3 separate regions of the Canis lupus genome follow, and regions 1 and 3 are each linked to region 2. A link is a contact called in public Hi-C data. All regions are on one chromosome and are shown on one strand. The core of a region is the stretch at or near the end of the contact, and the rest is flanking DNA. Distances in the headings are between cores, read along the strand shown.

What was found. A called contact is a pair of places that touch in the nucleus more often than the background predicts.
Region 1: a Hi-C map of blood shows a contact between it and region 2, with 3 times the contacts expected there. The contact joins two enhancer-like sites. A contact is called at or near these places in 3 of 9 Hi-C or Micro-C datasets (amygdala and blood).
Region 3: a Hi-C map of blood shows a contact between it and region 2, with 5 times the contacts expected there. The contact joins two enhancer-like sites. A contact is called at or near these places in 5 of 9 Hi-C or Micro-C datasets (amygdala and blood).

What each region holds. Positions count from the first base shown.
Region 1 is chr10:51,266,573-51,270,312 of UU_Cfam_GSD_1.0, reverse strand. All of the region lies in intron 2 of LOC111097744 (a long non-coding RNA gene), which reads left to right. Among named protein-coding and RNA genes, the nearest start is that of FOXN2, 12 kb to the left of the region's middle. Within about 2 kb of position 1,747, at least 6 of the 20 cell types and tissues checked have an H3K27ac peak or open chromatin away from gene starts, as enhancers often do. A contact at or near this core is called in blood, where this site is marked.
Region 2 is chr10:51,131,953-51,135,942 of UU_Cfam_GSD_1.0, reverse strand. No RefSeq gene overlaps it. Among named protein-coding and RNA genes, the nearest start is that of FOXN2, 150 kb to the left of the region's middle. Within about 2 kb of position 2,607, at least 8 of the 20 cell types and tissues checked have an H3K27ac peak or open chromatin away from gene starts, as enhancers often do. A contact at or near this core is called in blood, where this site is marked.
Region 3 is chr10:51,385,225-51,388,735 of UU_Cfam_GSD_1.0, reverse strand. No RefSeq gene overlaps it. Among named protein-coding and RNA genes, the nearest start is that of PPP1R21, 18 kb to the left of the region's middle. Within about 2 kb of position 2,020, at least 7 of the 20 cell types and tissues checked have an H3K27ac peak or open chromatin away from gene starts, as enhancers often do. A contact at or near this core is called in blood, where this site is marked.

The DNA of each region.
Region 1 (3,740 bases), core at 498-2,997, 140 kb before region 2:
TGAGTCCCATGTCGGGCTCCCTGCATGGAGCCTGCTTCTCCCTCTGTCTGTGTCTCTGCCTCTCTCAATCTGTGTGTCTCTCATGAATAAATAAATAAAATTTAAAAAAAAAGACTAAAAAAAAAAAACACACAAAAGAGGCTGCTATAGATTGAATGTTGTATCTGCCCCCACAACCACTGCCACCCAAGTTCATATGTGATTAGGTGATGAGAGGGGAGTTGTACAGAATGGGATGAGTGCCTTCATGGAAGAGACCCCACAGAACTTATATGCCCCTTCCATCATGGGAGGTTACAGTGAGAAGATGACCAGCCATGAACTGGGAATTGGGTTCTCACCAGACACCAAATGGTGGGACTTCCCAGCATCTAGAATTGTGAGAATGAGATACTTGTTTTTTGTAAGCCACCCAGTCTTCGGTATGGTGTTATGTCAGCCCGAATATACCAACACAGAGGGAAGCCTAAAGCTTCAATAATTCTTAGGGATAGAATAAATTCCATATCCCTTCTAGTCCCTCCCTCCTTAGCAGTCGAGTAGAGAGACAGTTTGTACAGTTTTTAAAAGCTGTAAGCTTAGACTTGGGTTAGAATTCTGGCTCTGCTACTTACTAGCCCAGGCAAAATTTTTCCACATTTTCTCAGCGTCTTCATGTCTAAAATGAAGACATGTGGAATGGTACAATTCCAGCCTCAGAAGGGTGCTATGAGGCCAATGTATGTGAAACAATTGAACACATGGCCTGGTGAATAATAAGTGCTCAGTAAATGCTAGCTTCTATTGTTATTTTTAAATGAACAACAACTAAAAAGTCAACCTAGTTCAATTTTAGGAATTGCCCAAAAGGATTGTGCAAGAAAAGCTAGAGAAGTGTGTTTCCTTCTCCGCTGCTAGAAGAATAAAACAAATTATATCTATAGCAGTTGGGTATCCAGTAAATAGAGTTTATTTAAAATTAAATACTGCAGTTGTGAAACTGACTTTTGATAAATTAGGTAATTGCTCAGGGAAAGCAGCATTAAAGAGATTCCAAGTTATATTATAGCAAATATAAATTTTTGTTCCACAGTAGTTTGCATTTAGACTTAGGCATTTTTAGTTAACTATGGTCAGTTGCTGCTTCACTCTGTCTCTTTGATTGTGCAACCCCAAACCTTGAAGTCACCTTTGACTCCTTTCTTTCTCTTATACCTTTAAAATGTGTCTAGAATCTGACCTCATCAGATGCCTGGGTGGCTCAGGGTGTGATCCCAGATGTGGGGATCGAGTCCTACATCAGGCTCCCCGCAGGAGCCTGCTTCTGCCTCTGCCTATGTCTCTGCCTCTCTCTCTCTCTCTCTCTGTGTCTCTCATGAATAAATAAATAAATAAATCTTAAAAAAAAAAAAAAAGAATCTGATCTCTTCTCCTCACCTTTACCACTACCACCCTGCTCAAAGCTACAGTCCTCTCTCACCTGAATGGCTTTAATTCTTCCTAATATCCCACACACACACACATTTCTCTTCTTGCCCCTAAGCAGTATTTCCTTAGCACAGCAGCCAGAATGATCCTCTTAAAATCTGTCCGTTCAAAATCTGCCCGTTTGGGTAACCTCATCTCAAAACTACTGTGTGGCTTCCTCATTTCACTCAAAATAATGCCAAAGTCCTTATAATATCCTACCACATTTTACATGATCTAACCCTGTGTAGCACTGCCACCATTGGCCTCCCTGCTCTTTCTTGACAGTGCCAGGCACACCCAGCCCTGTGACCTTTGCTTTCTGCCTGGATTCTTCTTCCAGATATCTGCTTAGCTAACTCTCTCACTTCCTTTAAGTCCGTGCTGAAATTTTACTTTCACAATGAGGCTTGCCTTGACCTCCGAATTTGATACTGCAATTACCCCCAACCATGTCTCAAGAATCTTAATACCCTTTCCCTCCCTATTATACTTTATCTTTCCCAGAGCAACATTATCTTCTCACACACTTAGATAGCCTATTTATTATGTTTTGGTTAAGTCTGGCTCCCTGACAACAATGTAGGTTTCACAGGGACAGCAGTCTTTCTTTTGATCTCTGACATATACTTTTTTTTAAAAGACTTTATTTATTTGTGTGTGTGTGTGTGTGTGTGTGAGAGAGAGAGAGAGAGAGAGAGAGAGAGAGAGAGAGAGAGAGAGAAACACAACAAGGGGGGAAGAAAGAAGCAGCCTCCCCACCGAGCAGGGAGCCCAACATGGAATTCGATCCCAGGACCCTGAGATCATGACCCAAGCTAAAGGCAGACACTCAACCGACTGAGCCACCCAGGTGGCTCTCTGACATATCCTAGTTATGTAGAACACTGCTTGGCAAGTAGTACATGCTCAAAAAATATTTGTTGAATTAACTGATAAATTTTGTGGTTATTAGTTGGTGTGTGTGTTTGTTGTACTGTCTTATTTGGACAAAAATGAAGCAAATGGACAGTAATTTAACAAAGCCAATGATTACATGAGTTGGAGTTTTCCATTTTCTTTCAACTTCTCTTTGTTTTCAGTTTCTCCTCCGTGCTACACTGAAACCCTCAAGTGTCCTAAATACAGCTCTAAGCTGATGTCCGTGTTTCCTCATCTAAGAACCAGTCGTGCCCATGTTGCCCTCCCCTGTTCCCCTTCTAGACCTCAGCCATACTCCATCTGTTCACAGAACACAATTTTCATGTCTAAATAGCCATTATTTCTGGGACTGCCTGGTCTTACATATTGGCTAAGAGGCACTCATTCTCAGGCCGATAGTTCAGATTGGTTCTAATGCAGTAATAAAGGGAGAGAATAGTAGTGGTGCACAGAGGAAGATTTAGAAGTTGGTTCATTTAGGGGAAAATGAATCTTTTATTACACACACACACACACACACACACACACGCACATCCTCATGAGACTAGAAAAAGAAGACAAATTGGAAGAGGGCATTGATAAAGTTGTATGCTATTCACTCTGGTTTATGAAACCCTCCAGTGGCTCCTTTACAAACTCTTCAGCAGAATCTACATTGCCTATAAATATTTGATGGATGGATTTTCTTTTGAAGGGATTCCTGAATATGTTCTGGTTCCTACTTCAAGATTGACACAGGACAAAAAGTGGAAGCTTTCCATGGGAGGGCTACACAAGAAAAATTTTAGGTATGGAGATTGCAGCCTTCTGGGAGTTGCCTGTCTGCCATGGGTTAGGGTGATGGGCCATGCAAAGGGAGGTTGATTTGCTGCCCCTACCAGGGCACAGCGTGTATGTCCTGCAGCTAGAGAGATGTGAACCTGGCAGCTGGTGGATGTTGAGTGCATAGTCATGGAATGGGACCTAAGGTGCCTATGAGCAGCTGCCATCATCCTGAAAGTATCCCTGTGCAAGTAAACAAATTAAAACATCAAGAAGAAATGAGAGAGAAGAAAGAAAAGTGTTTTGTGTTTTAGTATCTTTAGCATTGCAGTGTATTGGCACTTTTTCTGCTTTTTGAACAAGGTGCCATGTTTTCATATTTCACTGGGTCCTACAAATAATGTGGTCAGTCCGACCTAGGCATTCTACTTCTTTTTCCTTTCCAAGTAACAGACTATAACATCTGAGTGGTGATGTGTCTTCCATTAGTGAAAATAAGCCAATTTTTACAACACATAGTATTATTAATCTTCGATTACCTTTGATGGGCTTAGCAAAGGGGAAGCAATTTTTTCCTGTACCCATAAGAATCACTCTATCATTAAATTCAC
Region 2 (3,990 bases), core at 1,358-3,857:
AAATTAACTTATATGCTTAGTGCAGTGTTTGGTCTATGGTAAGCACAGTGTAAATATCGGTATCTATTATAATTATAGTGGAAAGAAACTTTTCAACCAGACTTATCTGTGCTCCTAATACTGCTCAGTGGCCCTGGGTAATTTATATAACCTCCTTGAGCTTCACTGTCCTTATCTATAACCATAGGGTTATAACACTGTCTTGTGAAGGCATCATGAGGACTAAGTGAGTTATGCATAAAAATTCTCATCATAAGGGTGCCTGGGTAGCTCAGCTGATTAAGCCTGTGCCTTGGGTTCAGGTCATGATCTCAGGTCCTGGGATCAAGCCCTGCTTTGGGTTCCCTACTCAGTGGGGAGCCTGCTTCTCCCTCTACCCCTCCCCCATTGGTTTTCTCTCTCTCTCTCTCTCTCTCTCTCTCTCTCAAATAAATAAATAAAATCTTTGAAAAAAATATTCATAATTTTGGTCACAAGTAGTGGTTCAGTAAATTCCCATTTCCTTCCTTTCTTCAATCTAGCATTAATGGTTTGGGTTTGTTTTTTTTAGTGTGTTTAGTGGTGAGAAAAGAATAATAAAAATGAAAATATGTATAGTCTATAAATTATCTTATAATTAAGCTATATAGATTAAAATGTATTTTATAATAAAAAAGAGAACTGTTTTATAGGGATGTCATAGCACCCAGATACAAAATGGCAAGCAAGCAGGGCTGTTCCTCTGGAAAATTGTAAGGTATGTCAACAGCAAGTCTATCTCCCCTTTTGGCTGCAGGGTTTTGGTCAGGTTCAACCTTGCCTTCTCTCCAGATTGTCTGATAGCAGGATCTTGGGGAGTAGATAGGAGATGGAGTGAGGAAAGGGACTTGGAATGACTCACTGAGGAGCTCTGTTCCTTTCTCCCAGAAGCCAAGGTCAACAGGGCTGAGGGGGAAGGAGAGGCTCAGGTTGGGCTAGTGGCCTTCTCTGAAGCCTTGGGCCAGGGTGGGGTAGTTACCTGCATCTCTGTTCCTCAAAAGACAGAATCAGCAACATCTAGGAGCTTGTTAGAAATGCAGAGGCTTGGGCCGCCTGGGTGGCACAGTCAATTGAGCATCCGACTTTGTTTCAGCTCAGTTCCTGATTTCAGGGTCCGGAGATCAAGCCTTGATATAGAGCTCTGTGCTTTAAGACTCTTTCCCTCTGTACCCGGCGCCTCCCCTACCTTTTAAATAAATAAGTCTTTTTAAAAAAATGCAGAAGCTCAGGTCCCACCCCAGACCTCCTGAATCATAACATGTGTTTTGTTTTTCTTTTTTAAGATTGTATTTATTTATTAATGAGAGACACACACACAGAGAGGCAGAGACATAGGCAGAGGGAGAAGCAGGATCCTCACAGGGAGCCAACGTGGGACTCGATCCCAAGACCCCAGGATCACACCCTGAGCTGAAGGCAGACTCTTAACTGCTGAGCCACCCAGGTGTCCCCCTAACACGTGTTTTAACAAGATTTTTAAACAAGATTTAACAAGAGATTTAGATGCACTCGAAATTTGAGAAACACTGAGCATAGAGCCTATGGAGTTCACTGTAGACACTTGGTCTGAATGGATGCTGAGATTTGGACTTTTACTTTAAATTTTGTATCTCTTTTTCACTTCTTTCCTTGAATCCTCACTGTGTGCTTTATAAATGGGAAAAGACAGAGACTTACTACAGCAAAAGTGGCCACTTTAATTCATCAGAATTCTCAAGAGGCCCAAAAGTGGGAGATGGCCCAGATAACAATTGAAAACTCAGTTTGGTGGCAAGTAGGTAGCAAGGGCAATGATCTGTCAGTCAAATGGTATTTATGGGGTGCCCACTGTGTGCTAGGCCCCCTGTGTGCAAATACTGTGCGTGACACAAAGAAATAGCATGGTGCCATGGAAAGCACTGGACTGAGAGTGTTCAGGAGATCTGGGCTCTGTTCCAAACCTCACCTTTAAGTAGCTGGGCAATTCCCGTCACCTCCCAGCATTTTTGTTCCCCATCTGAAAAACCCATGAGTCAGATTAGAAGACCCTAAATTCCCATCTGACTTGAAAAGGTCTGTGATTCCAATAGTCCTAGCCTCAAAACCTTAGGCTAATTTGGTAGACAAAATGATTTTAAATGATTACACATGAAACAGAGGGCAACCCAGGACAGGATATGATTAAGGCCTGAGTTGTGCGGAACTGGCAGCCTAGGGATTAATGACTCCTGGAAGCTGTGTATAAAGGGCAGGGTCTGGAACCTCCCTAAACTCCTCCCCTCGCTCCCGGAGCCAATACGGAGGGGGGCGGGCTGGACTTTCACCCTTGGCCACAAGGTGTCGCTGTCATGATGTGAAATCCGTGGCTGGCAGGAATGCTTCCCGGGAAAATCTTTGCGGCCCATCTGGGTAAAAGGACAACACTGGCCTCCAGACCTAAAAAACACAGGTTTCTAAGGGTGCTGAGGAGCTCAGAGCACAGGGCTGTCTTTTGTCTAAGCAGAAATCAGTGTGTATACCCTGACCTGCCCAAGTTGGCTCATAGGCCACAAAAGAAGCAACAAGCAAGAATGTCAATGCAGAGCACATAAAGGAGTCCACCTCCTTACACACACAGACACACACACACATAGACACACACACACTATTTTTGGACATCAGGGTATTAGGAACCCCTCCCCCCCTTTCCACAATGAGTCTCTACTGCTCAAGTCAGGTCCTCACTTGCCCTACAAATAACCAGCAAGGAATACTAGCCTAAATCAGAAGCCCCTTCACTTGCTCATCCCCAGGAGAGGTTACCCTGGCAGTGGAGACCAGAGCTTTCAACACAAACCTACGATCAGTCTAATCACTCTGTTCTGGAGCGTGCAGTGTCTACTCCAGAGCCACCAGCACTCTTCAACATTCTCTCCATTTCATTTCCTTGGAAAGGGGGATGTGTGTGAGGTAAATGTAGCGTTTGTTAAGGTTCTACTATGTGCTGAGCTCTGGCCTAAGTGCTTTACATATGTTGCTCATAGGTCCACTTCCTCTTCACTGGTTCCCACTCCTCACTCCCACCCTGCCCCTGAAAAACAACACAAACAAACCGAAAACCTCCAAATCTCCTAGGGAAATAACCAGCAGTTACTCTGAGGTGTAGACAAAGTGCACACAGCCCCCACACCTTGGTGGTTTTCAGTTCTGTTTCTTGACAATCAGGTGACAAGGCCTATATCATTTAACCTTTCCAACCCTCAATATCCACATCTGTAAAGTAGAGGTTTTATTGAAACCAATTTTTTATTTTTAAATTTGTTGCCTTGATTTTTTTATTGAGGCATAATTTATATACTACATTGAACTTTCAGGCTAAACATCCCAACACCTAGACCAAGAAAAGAACACTACCAGTGTCCCAGGGCCCCTCATGCCCTCCTCCAATCGCTAATCCTTCCCTCCCCTTTCCACCAGGGTACATACTTGCCTGACTTATAAGAGCACAAATTCATTTTTGCTCAAATTTGCTATTTTTATACTTAATGTAAGCGGAATCATAGAATATGTACTCTTTCATCTCTGGCTTCTTTCACTAAACATCATGTTTTTACGTATAGCAATACTTTGTGCTTTCCACTTGCTGTATAGTGTTTCACTGTGTGAATATACAATTTATTCACTCTACAGTTGGATATTTAGGTAATTGCCTGTTGGAGGGCTATTATAAATAGTGCTTCTCTGAACATTCTACTATCTCTCTCTCTTTTTTTTTTTTCAAAATTTTTATTGTGATTAACATAAAATTTACCACCTTACCCATTTTTTTTTTCACCTTACCCATTTTTAAGTGTGCAGGTCAGTGGTATTAAATGCACTCATAATTTTGTGCAACTATCACCAAAATTCATTTCATAGCTCTTTTCATCTTATAAAACAAACTCTATACCTATTCAACACTTTCTCTTCCCTCCTTCCTCCAGTCTCTGGTAGCCACCATTCTACTTTCTGTCT
Region 3 (3,511 bases), core at 771-3,270, 250 kb before region 2:
GCAAGTTATTCTACTCCGGGGTACTTCCCCAGGAGAAATGAAAACATATGCCCACAAAAAGATCAATACAAAAATATCCATAGCAAGGGCAGCCCGGGTGGCTCAGTGGTTTAGTGCTGCCTTCAGCCCAGGGCCTGATCCTGGAGACCTGAGATCGAGTCCCACGTCAGGCTCCCTGTGAGGAGCCTGCTTCTCCCTCTGCCTGGGTCTCTGCCTCTCTCTCTCTCTCTCTCTCTCTCTCTCTCTCTGTCTCTCATGAATAAATAAATAAAATCTTTAAAAAAAAATATCCATAGCAGCTTTTTTCACAGTAGCCCACACTGGAAAGTACTCCAATGTCCAGCGGCAGGACTGTGCACAAGCAAACTGTGGTACACGTGTAAGATAGAATGTAACTCACAATAACAGAGACCTTTAACAACAGGGACGAACGTTGAAAATATTATGCTGAGCGCAAGTAGCTACATAAAACAAGAAAGAGGCAAAACTCACCCATGCTGAGAGAGGTCAGAGCAGTGGTTGGGGGCGAAGGGAGAGTTGTCTGTGAAAGCATAGGGGGAAACTTTCTGGGGTGATGGAAACATTATCTATCTTGATAAGGATATGGGCTACCAGGTGTATGCATTTATCCAAACTCTCCGACCTATATGCTTAATACCAGTGCATTTCTCTCTGTGTAAAGATAAGTTAATTAAGACGGAAGGAGGGAGGGAGCTTGAGAGAAGGAGAGAAAGTAAGAGAGAGGGAGAACCAAACAACCAAATGTGGTGCGTGGACTTCTTGGATTCACAAACTGTTGCAAAAAGAGAGTTTTATATTCGAGGAGACTTAAATGTGGACTGTATGGGCGTGTAGATGACTCCAAGGGATTATGAATTTTTAGATGTGAAAATGGCATGTGTTTATGTAAGAAAATGCCCAGTTTTTAGAAATGCATCCTGAAATATTTAGGGTACAGTAACATGATGTCTAGGCTATAATATTTAAGGGGGGAAAGCAACTAAAAAACCTTAATGGGATATAAAAAGGGACCGTGCCAAAATCCTGATAGCTCTGGAACCTAGGCAGTGAGTATATGTGGATTCACTGTACTATTTTTGTACATATTTGAAATTTCTTGTAGTAAAAAAAAAAAGGTAAAAAAAAGAACTGTTCTAATTAAACAGAGAATATAATACCCACAGTGTGAAAGAGAGTATATGAAATCTCTCAAGTTATGTTCTCTTTTCTTATCAAACCAGAGATCAATTTTCCTTCTTTTCTGTCTTGGCAGATTTTTTGCTTTGATTAAAATTCACATTTTCCAAAGATCACAACTATAAAAGGATTATATTAATCACACTTATTTCATATTTGAACCAATCAATAGTTATTGAGAAATAATAGTAATATGACCTCCAGAGAACGTTCCAAAAGCAGCACCTACGCCCACTTAACTTTCCTACCCGGGGAAGGAAGGAGTCACTTGGCTCACGATTCTTCCTGCCTAGTATGATCGCATATCACCACCAGGAGGCGCGTCCTCACCGAATTTAGGAAAGATAAAATCAGTCCAACAGTCTGAGTAGCTGGTAACCAGTCCTCTGGCGCGCCCATAACCAGAGTTTCTAATTGTTTAGGCACGTCTCTGGTGACCTCATCCCACTACACTTGAGTCTTTTTGAGGAAACAATTAGCCTGTTTGAACAGAACAGGTAAGGCAAATTAGTAACTGGAAAATTACTAAGTCCTTCTACAGGACGTGTTGGGACATCCTGTGGTCCCTTGAGGCTTCCAGTTAGGGTGTGGACCTTTCTTCTTCACTTGATGTTTGGGAGAGGAGAGAATCATGCCTCTCAGCTCGGTGCAGCCCCTTTGTTGACCTGGGGAGACTAGGCAGCCAGAGCAGAAATGGAGCTGGCCTTCATGGACAAGGCTTCGCTGGCACAGACAAGCCTTCCTCCTCACCCCTCCCTGGTTCTCAGCACCCTGGGAGGCCACTGACAGGCAGCTTTCAGAAGCCTCTGTGTGGGGAAGATCCCAGGCTGGGACCTGCTTTAAACTGCCTTGTGCTCTACAAACCCAGGGAGCTGATTGTCCTGGGCCCTCAGCTCTGTCTGGCCATTTGCTGAAAGACCAGTGGGTTCTAGGCCACTTTGCTACAATTTGGAATCTAAAAAGTAAAAGAAAGCCCCAAACTCATAGAAAAAGAGATCAGACTTATGGTTAACTGGTGGGGGTGGGGAGACAGGTATTTGGAGAAGGTGGTTAAAAGGCACAAACTTATAGTTATAAGATAAATAAGTACCAAGGATATAATGTATGACACAATGATTATGGCTAACACTGTTACATATGTTTGGAAGTAGTTAAAAGAGTAAATCCTAAGAGTTCTCATCACAAGAAAAAACATACAAACATCTAAAACTTTTTTTTATCTATGAGATGATAAATTTTAACTAATTGGGTGATCATTTCATAAGATGTGTAAGTCAAGTCATTATGCTGTACATCTTAAACTTATTCACTGCTGTATGTCAAGTATATCTCAATAAAACGGAAAGAAAAAGAAGAAAAGGACCCAAGGAAAGTGGCACCAGAGTGAAGAATGTGTGTGGGGACAAGGAACTATCCTGAAGCCCCCGGATCACACCACTGAGGCAGCTGTCTTCTTTCCCTGTACTTAAAGCTGACCCTACTTAGCCTGGGATCAAAAATCAGAGGTTTGTTTATTTTTTATTTTTTATTTATGATAGGCACACAGTGAGAGAGAGAGAGAGAGGCAGAGACACAGGCAGAGGGAGAAGCAGGCTCCATGCACCGGGAGCCTGACATGGGATTCGATCCCAGGTCTCCAGGATCGCACCCTGGGCCAAAGGCAGGCGCTAAACCGCTGTGCCACCCAGGGATCCCAAAAATCAGAGGTTTGAAAGGTGAGAGAAACAGCCGGGGAGAGGGAGAGTGTGAAGAGCAGAATAGAAAGAAATCATAACCCCGTCTACTCAGAGCTCAGAGCACAGAAGACTCCCTTCTGACCCCGCACTCAGTGCTGCTCCATGATCGCTCCCCATCCATCCTTCCCTGCCTCAGGCCTTCCCAGCAGCACCATCACGGGGGAGGGGGGCCTCCAGATGAGAAGATGAATCTGTGTGAGGATCGTGTTCTGCCTACCATTCATGTGTACACGCATGTGCTCAGTTAACAGCTTGCAGTGGGGGTCGCGTGTAGGCAGAGGTGCTGGAGGTGCCATCCAGTGGGGGAGGCAGTCCTAAGAGAATCATCATGATATCGCAGAAGCACTTCAGAGCTGCAGGTATAATGTGGAGGAAAAGAATCAGGACAAATTATGGATGGAGAGAAGGAGAGCACAAAGCTTAGGGAAGGTTTATTAGAGAGGAGGTAGGCGTTTGGAGATTCGGTCAGTCAGTCAGCCAAGAGATGCTTACTGAGGGCCTTCTGGGAGCCGGGCACTGGATCACATCCATGGAGAAAAGAGTCCAATGCCTGCCCTCGTGGAGAGGGCATTCGGAGT